3 separate regions of the Mus musculus genome follow, and all the other regions are linked to region 1. The links are chromatin contacts, called in public promoter capture Hi-C and targeted proximity ligation maps. All regions are on one chromosome and are shown on one strand. The core of a region is the stretch at or near the end of the contact, and the rest is flanking DNA. Distances in the headings are between cores, read along the strand shown.

Region 1 (4,158 bases), core at 1,172-3,671:
TAGGGCTCCGAATTGCTTTGGCCATCTCAGCTACAGCCATCTTCCTGATCTTAGTGTCTGCCTGTATACTTCGATTTGGCACCAATTCTTTCTGCAATTCCATCATCTCCTTGAACCTTACAATTAGGTAACGGGAGAGGGAGGGAAGCCTGACAGGGACTGTCCTTCTGTAGGGGACATGTCAGTCATTTAAGTTCCTACTTTATCCCCTTCCTCTGGCCCTTATCTCTGAGGACACAGATGTGCTTAGAGCATGTCCGTCTCCTCCCCGCCCCTTCTCACAACTTGTTTCTTTAACCTTGTTTCACAGCTGCTCTGAAGCCCAGAAAACCTCATGGACACCTTCAGGAACTGCTGTGCAGTTTTACTCCAACCTACATACTGCTGAAGTGAGACACAGGGATACGCTAAGATTAAGCAACTGTAGCTTAAGCGTGTTCACCATGTAATATGTGCTTGGCTGTACTTCATTCACAAGCTCAAAGTAGCTATGGGGCTTGTCACCTTAGTCTGATCAATGTTGTGTGGGTAGGACTGGATTGGAGCCGGCTTCCCACCTCATACTCCTGTTCTCTTTCACAGACCTCTTCTTGGGTGAATCTGATATTGTGGTGTCTGGCTTTGCTGCTCCAGGCCATGCAGTGCAAGTTTAAAGCCACATCATACCAGCCCCAAGAGAGGGGTGACCAAGAGTGGAGCTCTGAGACAGATGCTCTTGTTGGGCACCACCAGTCTCACTCCTGAAGAATACTCAAGTGCTTTCTACAACCAGAACCTCCATGCCCCAGTGCTTTTAATCCTCTTGTCTCTGTACAGCCCTGTTTATATTAGAAACCTCAGTTTTCTCCTTAAACTTTTTTGTACCAAAATAATATATTACTTTTCTTCATCATGGCATGGATTTCTTGATGTTAAATAGATGAGAGAGAGGACAGAATGATGGCTTAAGTAGGCATGTATCAAGCCTTTTGGAAGAGATTTATTGGCTGTTAGTGAATTCTGGGCACCTTTTTATTGTCCTGGTAGTCTCCTCATCCCTAAGGGTTTTGCATCGTCTGAGAAGGGTAAGCCATTTTTCACAGGCTCCGGTAGGCACCCACAGTGTTATCAAAGAGTTGAGTGTTGGGAAAGTGTCCAGCTTTGTCCAAAAGGAAGTAGAAGCGCCGGCCTTTGACTTTCAGAGGCAGCATAGCAGGAACTTCACCTCTGTGAGCCATGCAGGAAATCTGGTTCAAGGGAACTGTGAAACAGGTACCCAAGCCAAAGGGGGCATAGGTGGTCAATGTCACCTGCTGCCCTCCTGCAAGGAGCATGACAGACCGCACAGATCGGAGTGAGTAGAGGAGACCAGCACCAAGGACCAAGACTCCTGCAGGGAGGCAAAGTGGGGTAAAAGGTTATACAGACACCCCCACCCCCACCCCTTAGAGTCAAATTACTGTAATGGAAGTAACAGTTTTGAGCAATTACACTCTAAAACTCTAAAAGGTTCCTAAATCCTTTTTTTTTTTTTTTTTTTTAAGAAAGGTAGCTAGGCAGTGGTGGTGCACGCAATCACTAGGGAGGCAGAAACAGTTGAATCTCTGACCCAGCCTGGTCTACAGAGTGAGTTCCAGGGCAGCCAGAGCTGAGAAACCGTGTCTTGAAAAAACAGACAGGGTCTATTATTCCATGCTGGCTGCAAGCTTGCTATATGTTCAATAACTTTTAATTTGTGATCTTCTGTCCAAATCCAGATTACATCTGGATGCCATCATATATGTTAGGCAGTGTTGGGTTCTAAACCCTAGACCTCATGCATACTAGGCAAGCAGTCTTAGAAACCAAACTGAGCCACGTCCCCCACCCCATCGACATTTTTATAGATAGCCAGCTCTATTGTTAAACGGAGAAAATGCATTTGTGGCTTCAAAAACCTGCTCGTGGCTAGTATGAGGGGCAGATCTTGGCCTACTGTATGCAGGGTGAGGGTGCAAGGCATTCAGGGACTTTATTACACCGCACCCATATCGTGTGTCCCACTTACTTTTTTGGAAGCCCCTTTTTGCTAAGTGAGCGTTGTGCTCACAGCCCCACAGCAATCTGGAGCCCAAGCGCTTACCCATCGTGCCGCAACCAACAGCCAGCCCGTAGCGCCAGAGTGCGGAGCGCAGGTCCTGGTAGCTCCGGTTCGGAGCCTCCGCAGGTACTCGGCTCAGAGGTCTGGACAAGGCTGCAACAGCCAGGGAGGTCCAGAAGATGCCCTGACCCGCACAAAACAGTCCAAGGATGGCAAAGAAGCGGCCCCGCTCGTGCCGGAAGAGCAGCACATCCCGTGGGACGCCATTTTGCAAATACCGGGGCACATTTTGGGACCGCAGCACAGACAAAAGGTGGCTGACATTCCGCAGCGGCACAGACGCCACCATGGCGGCGCACTTCCGTCTCCGGGGCGGGACTTCCTATCACGGCGAACTTGCCCACCCCTCCTGCATTGAGGGAAACAAGCCAGTAATGGGACACAAACTACAATATCACTCTTTATCTTAAAAAGTAAAGGGAATCCTGGGGTTAAGTACACAGAGCACCTAAGTCCTTCGGGTAGTTTAGTGTCAGCTCTACAAAGTAAGCTTTGGCTTCCTGGCACCATGAGGCTCAATCTTCCGGAAGTCTTCTCTAAGTCTTCCAGAAGGTAGGTGAGGAGGATGAAGCAGCCCTTCCTCCTCAGTCACAGTTACAGGGTGGCCTCGGGCTGGACAGGAGACGGCAGATGACAGCCAGACAATATTATCCAGGGGCTATTTACAAGGGGACTTTTCTTGTGATCATTTCATAAACGCTACTTCTGGAATCTCTCCCTTGGCCTGCAGAAAGATAAAATGTAAGTAGAACCAGGCACCTCTCTCCCACCTTCCCTGCCCAGCTACTGTAGACTCCCTGGCTGTCCTGGCATTCTCTATGTAGACCAGGCTAGCCTCAAACTCAGAGATCTGGCTCCCTCCTTCCTCCCAAATGCTGGATTAAAAGGCAAGTATCACCACACCCAGCCTTCATCTGACCCTTGTTAAAGGCTCAAGAGATCCATTTTTAGCAATAAAAAAAATTCCCATACTTTACCTTGAGAAGAGTGAAGGCCTGAGCAGATCTGGTGTAGTCCCAGTTATTGTCTTGAAGGCACCTAGAGTATGATTAAAATAGGAAGCCACATAAGAACCAAAATGCAGTCAGTCACCAAAATCCAACCTATAGAAAAAGTCACCAATGTTTTTCATTAAGTTTACACAGGGTCACACCACTTGTACAAATGAAACATAAAATGTTTACCAAAAACAACCAACGTGTAGTTTTACACTGGTAGGGAAGGATTTACACGGTTTAAAAACTATGTTCCAGCTGGGCAAGGCTTTTAATCCTATCACTCTGGAGAAGCTGAAGCAGGGAGGTATCTGTTTGAGGTAAACCTGGACTACAAAGTGACTTCCAAGCAGCGAAGGCACAAGTGAGACCCTGACTCAAATATAGAACCATATATAAAAAGACTTTGGTACTAGGTATGCACCTATAGTTCTAGCTCCCTTGGAATGCTCAGGCTCACTGGAATCTAGGACTTGGTAAGGAGTTGAGCCGGGTGTGGTGGCACATGCCTTTAATCCCAGCACTCGGGAGGCAGAGGCAGGGGGATTTCTGAGTTCGAGGCCAGCCTGGTCTACAGAGTGAGTTCCAGGACAGCCAGAGCTATACAGAGAAACCCTGTCTCGAAAAAACAAAAAACAAAACAAACAAAAGCCAAAGATGGCGTGGTGGCACACACCTTTAATCCCGGCAGGCGGATCTCTGAGTTCGAGGCCAGCCTGGTTTACAAAGTGAGTTCCAGGACAGCCAGGGAAAACAGAGAAACTGTCTCAAAAAAAACCCAACCAACCAACAACAAAACTTGGCAGCCAGGTCTGCTGGCTCATGCCTTTAATGCCTTCAAGGCCAGACAAGAGTACATAGTAAGACCGTGTTTGAAAAGGGCTCAGTGGCAGCGACTGTGCAGCATATGTGAAGTCTAGGTCTAATCTGTAATTCCAATTGGGGAAGAGGGGAGCCACAGGTAGCTAGGAAGGGGACAGAAAACCAAATCTTCATTTGTGCTTTAAATATTTAAAAATAACCTATGCAGAATTCTTAGTAGGA
Region 2 (4,158 bases), core at 504-3,003, 330 kb before region 1:
GTACAGAGTAAGAATCGCGTCTATATAGACAAACAAATAACTAAATAAGCCACTGCTCTGTGGCCTCAGAAGTTAACATGGACTATTTTGACCCTTCCCTTAAGCTGGCAGGGACTCTGCTGTTCCCTGCATGGGTGTCCACACAAAGGAGAATATCGGATTCATATTCTATGGTTTAGGGAACATTTTCACTTCTGGTTCTACAATATGGAGTAGACAGGGCATTAACCATCACTCTTTAGTTCTAAATGAGCCCTACCAGGCAGAGCACAGTTGAAGTCAGGGATAGAGACCTAGCATCTAACACACAGGATAACTGCACAGTGGAGACTTGCACCCCAGCTCTGCCTGATTCTAATCCCCATTTGTTTAAATTTTTTCCCCTCAGCAACAAGCTTGGTCACAATCACTTAAGTGTATCCTCCTTCAAAAAAGAAGTTCAGATGTCAGAAGAATTAGAGACAGTCACACAATGAAAAGCAGATGTCCTGCCCCTTGTCCCTGGAGCAGCTCCCAGGAAAGGGAGGAAAACTGGCTGATGGGTGGCCCCTGCAGCCACCCCACCCATGAGCTCAGCTCCTGGCACGTAGTTCTTCTTCATGAAGAAGTGGGCCTCCTGGGCCCAGAAGAGACAGACACACGAAGAGCTGGGGCCAGACCACAAGGCTGCTCACTCTGGGGGTCAGAATAAGGAGTGTCCAAGGCCGGCCAGCCATATTTTCACTAACTCTATCCTTAACTACCCTGGAAGGCAGATGCTATGCCTGTTTTTCACATGAGAAGTCTTTCTTTGGTTCTTTTCTGAGGTAGGGCCTCACTGGGTAGCCCTGGCTTACATGGAACTCACTATTATGTAGACCAGGGTGGCCTCCAATTCACAATGGTCTCTCTGCCCCGTCCCTGCCCCTGCCTCGGCTGCTACCTCCCAAGGGCTAGGATTACAGGTACACACCACCACACCCAGCTATGTGGCTTTCCAAACTAACAATCAGGAATACAAGAATATGAACATGGCCTGTCGGACTCCACAGTCGGGCCAACCTACAAATGTGATCTCCACTTTGTGACTTTTACCTCTGGTACTCTGGTCAAACCAGAATGAAGCTGTTTTCAGAGCAGAAGCTACACATTCCTTGCTGTAGCTGAGTGTCCAACTCACAGGGGCAGGATTCCCTTACTCATCCGGGTCTTTAGGGACCCAACCACTATAAAGGCTCTAAGATAGAATTACCAGAAAGGCCAGGGCCTTGGGGAGGAAGACAGAGCAAGCAAGGCTCATTAGGATGGTAGTTGGGTAGCAAGAAGGTAAAGGCAAAATAGGGAGCAGGCACAAGACATGACTGAGGGCCCTGTTTCAGGGCCCCAGGTAAGCAAGACCCCTCTGGAGGGCTGTTTCTGTAACTGACATGACCACCTCCATGACAGGGAAGGCCTGGGGTTTTTAGTTCAGAGCAACCCAAGCAAGGGAGGCAGAGGCTGAACCCAAGCCTATGTCTCCTGGTGGTGTGTAGGATCTAAGTTCCTAAACTCCAGGAGAGGCACTGCTCTCATTTAACAAACCACAGCCACAGCCACCAAGCAGGAACAGTGCAATCGAACTCCACCCAAGCCAACCCTCCCTCCATCTGGTGCCCAGAGCACAGCACAAGTTTCTAAAAGACTCGGGGAGCTGAGCAGCACAAGTGCCTGGCTTTGCCTTCACACCCAGAACCACCCTAATGTCCCCAGGAGCCACTGTGGTTTCTCTTGTGTGTCCTGCCCACCGAACTGTAAACCCTCATCCTTTTACCCATGATGCTGCTCTCTACCCAACAGTACACGTTGACCCAACAGACTTTGTCTAACAACTTGAGTCTCCTTCCTGGAAATCACTCCATTATCATTAGCATCTGACCCCAGCAGCAATACCAAACTTGATACTTGTCTCCATCTTAACAATCATACAGTGAATAAAGGAACAGTAGAGAGATGGAGATGCAGCTCTGTTAGTAGAGTGCTGGCTTAGCGTGGGTGGATGAGGCCCTGGGTACAATCTCTATCACCAAATAACCCAGAGCTAGTAATGCACATCTATAATACCAGCAATTTGAGAGGTGGGGACAGAAAAGTCAGCATTCAACGTCATCCTCAAGTTCAAGGCTTGGGATACCTGAGGCTATGTGGAGGTGGGAAGGGTATGCCCTGCAAGATGGCTGAAGACAAGGATGGTGCTTTCTGTGCCAGCATGGTAAGCTGGGATAGATCTCTGGAACCCCTAAATAATGTGGAAGGAGAGAATAGACTCCACAAAATTGTCCTCCAACTTTCACATGCAGGGGGTGGGGGAAGAGAAGAGAGGGAGGCAGGCAGGGAGGGAGGAAAGAAGGAAGGAAGAGCAGCAGAGACCTCTTCCAGCTCAGCCATTTCTTCCTTCTTGGCAAAGTCTGTCCTAGCCCCACGAGACCCAGCTCAAAGGCACGCGAAGACTTTCACATCAACTCGGAAGTCACAATTTCATCCTCTGAGAAATTCTTTTCTTTCTTTTTTTTTATTCTATTTATTTACTTACCTATTTATTTTGAGACAGGGTCTCTCTACACAGCCCTGGTTGTCCTGGAATTCACTACACAGACCAGCTCGCCTTGAACTCACAGAGGTCGTCCTACCTCTGCCTTCAGAGTACTTGGATTAAAAGCTTGTGCCATCCGGCCCAGCACACGCTGAGCAATTTTAAAGAAAGTACTCATGATCCATCTATCTCCCACACTACCATGAGATCCTTGAGGTAGCACCACGCTGCTGGGCCCAACAGTCCCCATCACAGAAAGCTTTGGACTCCCTGTTCCTTAATGGAGTCTGACAGTCCTCTAAAATAAGGACCCTGACACTGAGAATCCATAGTAGAAGGAGAAAACTGACTCAGTTGTCCTCTGAACTCCACATCATGGCACATCCAGAGTAAATAATAATACTAATTTAATTTTAAGATGTCTACCTGTTCAGTACAGACACAGATTCTCCTTTTGAACGGCTTTCTCCTCTGAGAACTGGAGGAGAATCGAACTGGCACTGGGCAGACAGTGAGGGGAAGAGCCTCAGAGTTACCCTACTCAAGACTACAGAACTTTTCACACAAAGCCAGACCTTTGAAGGAAAAGAAGAAAAAGAGGGTTTAATTACCTCTGCCAGGAGTGAACTGTAAAAGGCCTTCTTCAGCAGCTTGGACTATAGAAGAGGTGATCACACAAGAGGTTAAGGTGACATTTTGCAGTAACTGCTTTCTGTTTCCCAAAGTTCTAGCACTCCCTTCCAGAACAAATTCTTCTCCTTCAAAATTCTGTGAAACCAAGCTCTGCTGGCAAAGAAAGACAAAGAAATAAAGTATGACTTCTCAGCTGCATGTGGTGGCTTGCACCTGTAATCTAAAGATCAGAGTATTGGGGCAGGACGAGTTCCACCTTAAGGCTAGCATGGGCTACATAGTGAATTCCAGCCAGCCTGAGCTATAGAGTGAGACACTGCCTCAAAGACGGGAGGACAACAGAGATGGCTATGCTGGCTGGTTTTATGTCAACTTGAGACAAGCTAGCTTCATCAGAGAGGAAGGGTCCTCAGTTTAAGAAAATGCCTCCATGAGACCAGACTACAAACAAGCCTGTAGGGCATTTTCTTAATTAGTGATTGATGTGGGAGGGCCCAGCCATTGTGGATGGTGCCATCCCTGGGCTGATGGTCCTGGGTTCTATAAGAAAGCAGGCTGAGCAAGCCATGGGGAGCAAGCCAATAAGTAGCACTACTTCATGGCCTCTGCGTCAGCTCCTGCCTCCAGGTTCCTGCCCTGTTTGAGTTCCTGTCCTGACTTCTTTCAGTGATGAACAGTGATATGGAAGCACGAGCCAAATAAACCCTTTCCTCCCAAGTTGCTTTGGTCATGATGTTTCATTACAGCAATAGTAACCTGAATTAAGACGGTAGCTCAGTGTCTGAGGGCGCCTGCCATCAAGCCAAACAATCTGAGTTCTACTTCCAGGACCTATTTGATGGAGGGAGAAAACAGAATCCCACAAGTTATCTTCTGATTTCCATTGTGTGCCCTGGCACACAGATATGCACAAACACACACACACAGCACTTAAGTGCCATTTTAAAACAAATTTATTAATTAAATAAAACATAAAA
Region 3 (4,158 bases), core at 545-3,044, 300 kb before region 1:
GTTCAGGATCATCATCAGCTACAAATCAAGTATATTCCAGGCCAGCCTGGGGTAGGTGAGACCGAACGTGAGGTCAGGACACAGGCTGAATGAAAAGAAACAGTTGGTTAAGACCGTGTAAAATGCATCTGCCTTTTCTCAGAAAAGTGCCCCATCTCAGTGACAATCATCTGATTGTCCCTGTGGATCCTTCAAAGCATGGAGATCTACTATCCTACCTTGGTTCAAAACTTTTACCCTCAGGCTGAGGAGATAGCTTAGTGGAGGTAAAGTGCTTGCCATGCAAATGAGAATAGCTAAATTCAGTCCCCAGGACCCGTGCAATCCCAGCACCAGCAAGGCAGAAACATGCAGGTCACTAGGGCTCAGCAGCCAGCCATGTAAATGGGGTTGTGGAACCTGCTTGGGTGGTAAGTAGTGATCTAGCAGGGAAGACTTAACTGGGATTTAAAGATTGGAAAGACGTGGGCCAAGCAAAGCCAAGAAAGAGCATCCTGACAGACAGTGAGAACCCTGGTAGAGCATGGGAGGAAAGACTAGCTACATCTAGGGGAGTACAAGGGTGCCAAGATAAAGAAAATGACTTACATAGGGGCTATTGAGGAAGCTGAGATCTGAGATAGAACTTTAGACAGCACAGAAAGTGAGTAGTCATGCCGAAAGTGCCAGGCAGCTGGAAGTCAAGGTGGAGAGGCAGATTTGTAGCCCTGGAGACCCCTGTGGTTGAAATGCAGAACCTGCATGAGAGGCAGAGAAACTGTGAAGAGAAGCGGAGGTGGCTGCACAGAAGCCCCATGTGGGGATTTCCAAAGTAGTAATGGTGTTGCCCTCAGGGGGCAGGAGGAGCGGGTGGGGAGATGAGGAGCACGGAGGAGCGGGTGGGGAGGTGGGAGCACCCACAGTTCATCACGGTTTTGTTTCTGCCTGGACCACAGTGGCGCTCACAGGAGGAGAAGCAGCTTCCAGAGAGGGGAAGGGAATCATTCTGGATTCCGGTTTTGACTTCTATTGTATAAATGCTGAATTTGCCTGCCAAGAAAAGAGGGTAGCAGCACACACCTGTAACTCCAGCACTCAGGAGACTAAGGCAAAAGGACTGCTGAGAGACCCAGGCCCACCTGAGCTACAAGCTGAGATTTGTTTCCAAACAAAACAAAATTCAGGCAAAAAAAACTCAGACATATAAGACCAAAACAAAAAAAAAAAATTTTTTAAGAATTTTAATTTAAAAACAGGGAAGCTAATTAACTAGAAATGACCAGCCTAGAAGTGAGATTAGACATCACACAGGTGGATATGTTCCTCTGAACAAAGGCAGAAAAGAAAACAAAGGGATGTGTTTGAGTTTTTAGGGGAGAGAAAGCTTTTTCTTCACTTCTCCTTGTGGTGTTAAATTGTCACAGCCTATCAACTCTAAATCCAAAACATTCCTAAAATCTATCTCTCTCTACTTCCATCTGTAACCCTCCCAGTGCTCATGAGTTCTCCACTAATGAATTTGAGTCAGTTGCTGCCTCTGCTCCCTTCAGCTCATCTTCCACTATGGCGTTTGTGAGATGAACACATACCCACATACCCAAATACACACACACATACCCACATACCCAAACACATACATACACGCATACACACTAAGCTGCAGCAGAAACACAGAGCGGAAAGAAAGGGATGAACTCAGAGAAACCACTGTGGAACAACACAGATTTTCCCAGGCCTGAGCTAGAGAAGCACCAGCTGCTGGGAGAGCCAGGTGTCTAGACTGGTTACCAAGGCAACCAAAGAGTGCACTAGCAGATGCAGAGAGCACACCCTCTTCTTCACCCTACAGTGACAGGAACGGCTTTATGAGCCCAGTTTACTGGTTCCAACCCATGCGATTTTACTGGTACCACCCAGCACCTGGCATACCAGGGGACACTCTAAAGTGGGAAACAGCCACAAAAGTCACAATGACTAACCCTTACTGCGTTGTTATAGTGTTCCAGGCACTGTGCCAAGTGTTTTACATGAATAAAATATCTATGAAGTTAAGATCAGACATGAAGACACCAAGGTTTAGGGAGATTGAGGAACGGTTAACAGCATTAACTTCCTGTTTGGACAGCTGGCTTGTCTCCGCCCTTCTGCTGAGTGAATGGGCTCTGTGGACTCTCCTAGCTCAGCTCTAAGGTAGGATTAAATAAGATGAGTCATGTTGAAGCATTTTAGCTAATGCCTAGCACAAAAATCATGGTTTCTATTGATCACTATAATTGCTGTTATGATTGATGGTTAGGATGTCGATCAAAACAAAAGCAAACTCATGTCTCTTTCTTACATGAAAACCACCAGTGGCTTCCTGCTCCTCACAGGAAGGTCTCACTATACCCTGCCTGCTGTAAAACACTCCAGCTGTGCTATGCCACACAGAACTTGCTAGACATGCTCTGCATGCTACTGCTGCCTCCCTGCCTAGAACATCCTCACTTTCCCAAAAGGAAGAAAGGTAGGCTGTCCAGCCTAGGGGCTGAGAAGATAAAGTGACTGCCATACAAGTATAAAGAACAGCCAGGCGTGGTGGCGCATGCCTTTAATCCCAGCATTTGGGAGGCAGAGGCAGGTGGATTTCGGATTTCTGAGTTCGAGGCCAGCCTGGTCTACAAAGTGAGTTCCAGGACAGCCAGGGCTATACAGAGAAACCCTGTCTCGAAACAAAACAAAACAAAACAAACAAACAAACAAACAAGTATAAGAAGCTAAGTCTAAAACCCCAGCACTCACATAAAAGCTGGTGGCATTGCTCATAACCCCAGCCCTTTGGTCTTACTGGCAGGCTTTACTGACCACCCCGCTCCAGAGTCTACAGAGTGAGTCCCAGGACAGCCAGAGCTACACAAAGAAACCCTGCCTCAAGAAACCAAACCAAACCAAACAAAAGTCATTGTGGATGATCAAGGAAGACACCAGACATTGACCTCTGGCCTCCTCATGAATATGGACACACACATAAATTCACAGTAAAGGCTGGGGAAGAAACTCCAAGAAAAGCAAATGTCTTAGAACCACTTTTTAGTGGAGTTTTAGTTGTATCAAGGACAGGTCTGGGTCTCATCTCTTTTCTACCAAAACTTCAGGTCAATCCTTGGAACAAGAATGCAGTTTAAAGGAAGCTAAGAGCATAAGGTATTTATGGCATAAGCCTAAGGCAAGATATGGGGTCAGAGGGAGGCTGTTCTAGCCTCGTTCCCTCCCAGAAACTTCCTCATTCCCAGACACTTATCTTCTGTTGTTTCACACCTTTTCCAGTCAGCCAAGTGATGGGACTATTGCTGGTAATTGCTTAGAATCATTTATTGGAATTAGTAGTAGTAGTAGTAGTAGTAGTAATAGTAGCAAAACCAGTAACAAAAAAGGAAAAGAAACCTAATCTCAAGGATAGGTGGCCTCTGATGGATAATTAGCCACATATTCCCATGAAACATGCTCAATGTGTCACAGGCCCAACCCAAAGAGAACAATAGTATAGTTAAGAATTTCTGAGCGCTTCCTTCATCCAGGACACTTTCCCTTTGTAATCTCATGTCACCTTTATGTGACATTATGATTCTCATGGCTCTGTTGCCCTGCTTTCAGCATGAGGGAGGCTGAGGCTAAGTTCAGACACCTAGCCAGGGAGAAAAGCTGGAACTGGGTAGCCTGAACCCTAGAGCTCCACCTACTACGCTGCGCAATTGATTTATTCCATTGTTCTGTCTGCAGAAGGGGCTCTGTTATGATCGACATATAGAAAGATGGGGGCATTTGTACTATTAATGAAGTTTTCTTTTTATTTATTCTTTGGGGGTGGAGGACACATAGTCAGAAGACAACTGTGTGGAGCCAGTTCTCTACACCTTTAGCTGACTTCCAGGGATTGAACTTAGGTCATCAGGCTTGCTCAGCAAGCACCTTTACCCACAAAGCTCTTTTAATTAGTATCCTTGTGTGTGTGTGTGTCTGTGTGTGTGTGTGTGTCTGTGTGTGTAATGACTGATGGTCCTGGTTCAGCTTCCCTGATGACTATTTGACCACAGTGGCGCCATCCTCACTCTACGGGGAAATATTACATTCAGAATCACTCGAAGCCTGGAGGTGGAGTGAGCAGTAATGACAGCAAGAATAAGAACTAGCCATAGCTGG

What was found. Promoter capture Hi-C pulls out the DNA fragments that hold promoters and counts their contacts.
Region 2: a contact with region 1 is called in a promoter capture Hi-C map of pre-B cells. A contact is called at or near these places in 14 of 39 promoter capture datasets (the 3T3-L1 cell line, the C10 cell line, the HPC-7 cell line and 8 more), 7 of 484 Hi-C or Micro-C datasets (the 63-12 cell line, B cells, differentiating embryonic stem cells and 1 more), 18 of 130 datasets of targeted methods (T-cell acute lymphoblastic leukemia, astrocytes, bone marrow-derived macrophages and 12 more) and 4 of 9 other capture datasets (adipose tissue, embryonic stem cells, liver and 1 more).
Region 3: a contact with region 1 is called in a targeted proximity ligation map of effector CD8 T cells, with 14 read pairs. A contact is called at or near these places in 4 of 39 promoter capture datasets (the C10 cell line, liver, maxillary cranial neural crest and 1 more), 1 of 484 Hi-C or Micro-C datasets (B cells), 9 of 130 datasets of targeted methods (the 230-238 cell line, bone marrow-derived macrophages, effector CD8 T cells and 4 more) and 2 of 9 other capture datasets (adipose tissue and liver).

What each region holds. Positions count from the first base shown.
Region 1 is chr19:8,769,259-8,773,416 of GRCm38.p6, reverse strand. It overlaps Tmem223 (transmembrane protein 223), which reads right to left and starts at 2,421. Exons shown (of 2, transcript NM_025791.1): 1 at 2,102-2,421; 2 at 942-1,369. The coding sequence starts at 2,408. The coding sequence ends at 1,077. It overlaps Nxf1 (nuclear RNA export factor 1), which reads right to left. Exons shown (of 21, transcript NM_016813.2): 20 at 3,097-3,157; 21 at 2,507-2,843. The coding sequence ends at 2,805. Tmem179b (transmembrane protein 179B) reads left to right here. Exons shown (of 5, transcript NM_026325.3): 3 at 1-127; 4 at 311-389; 5 at 583-895. The coding sequence ends at 744.
Region 2 is chr19:9,101,721-9,105,878 of GRCm38.p6, reverse strand. Gm41805 (a long non-coding RNA gene) reads right to left here. Exons shown (of 3, transcript XR_877715.2): 2 at 3,938-4,012; 3 at 3,168-3,331. Among named protein-coding and RNA genes, the nearest start is that of Gm41805, 4.0 kb to the right of the region's middle.
Region 3 is chr19:9,064,032-9,068,189 of GRCm38.p6, reverse strand. It overlaps a transcript of Ahnak not described here. Among named protein-coding and RNA genes, the nearest start is that of Scgb1a1, 22 kb to the left of the region's middle.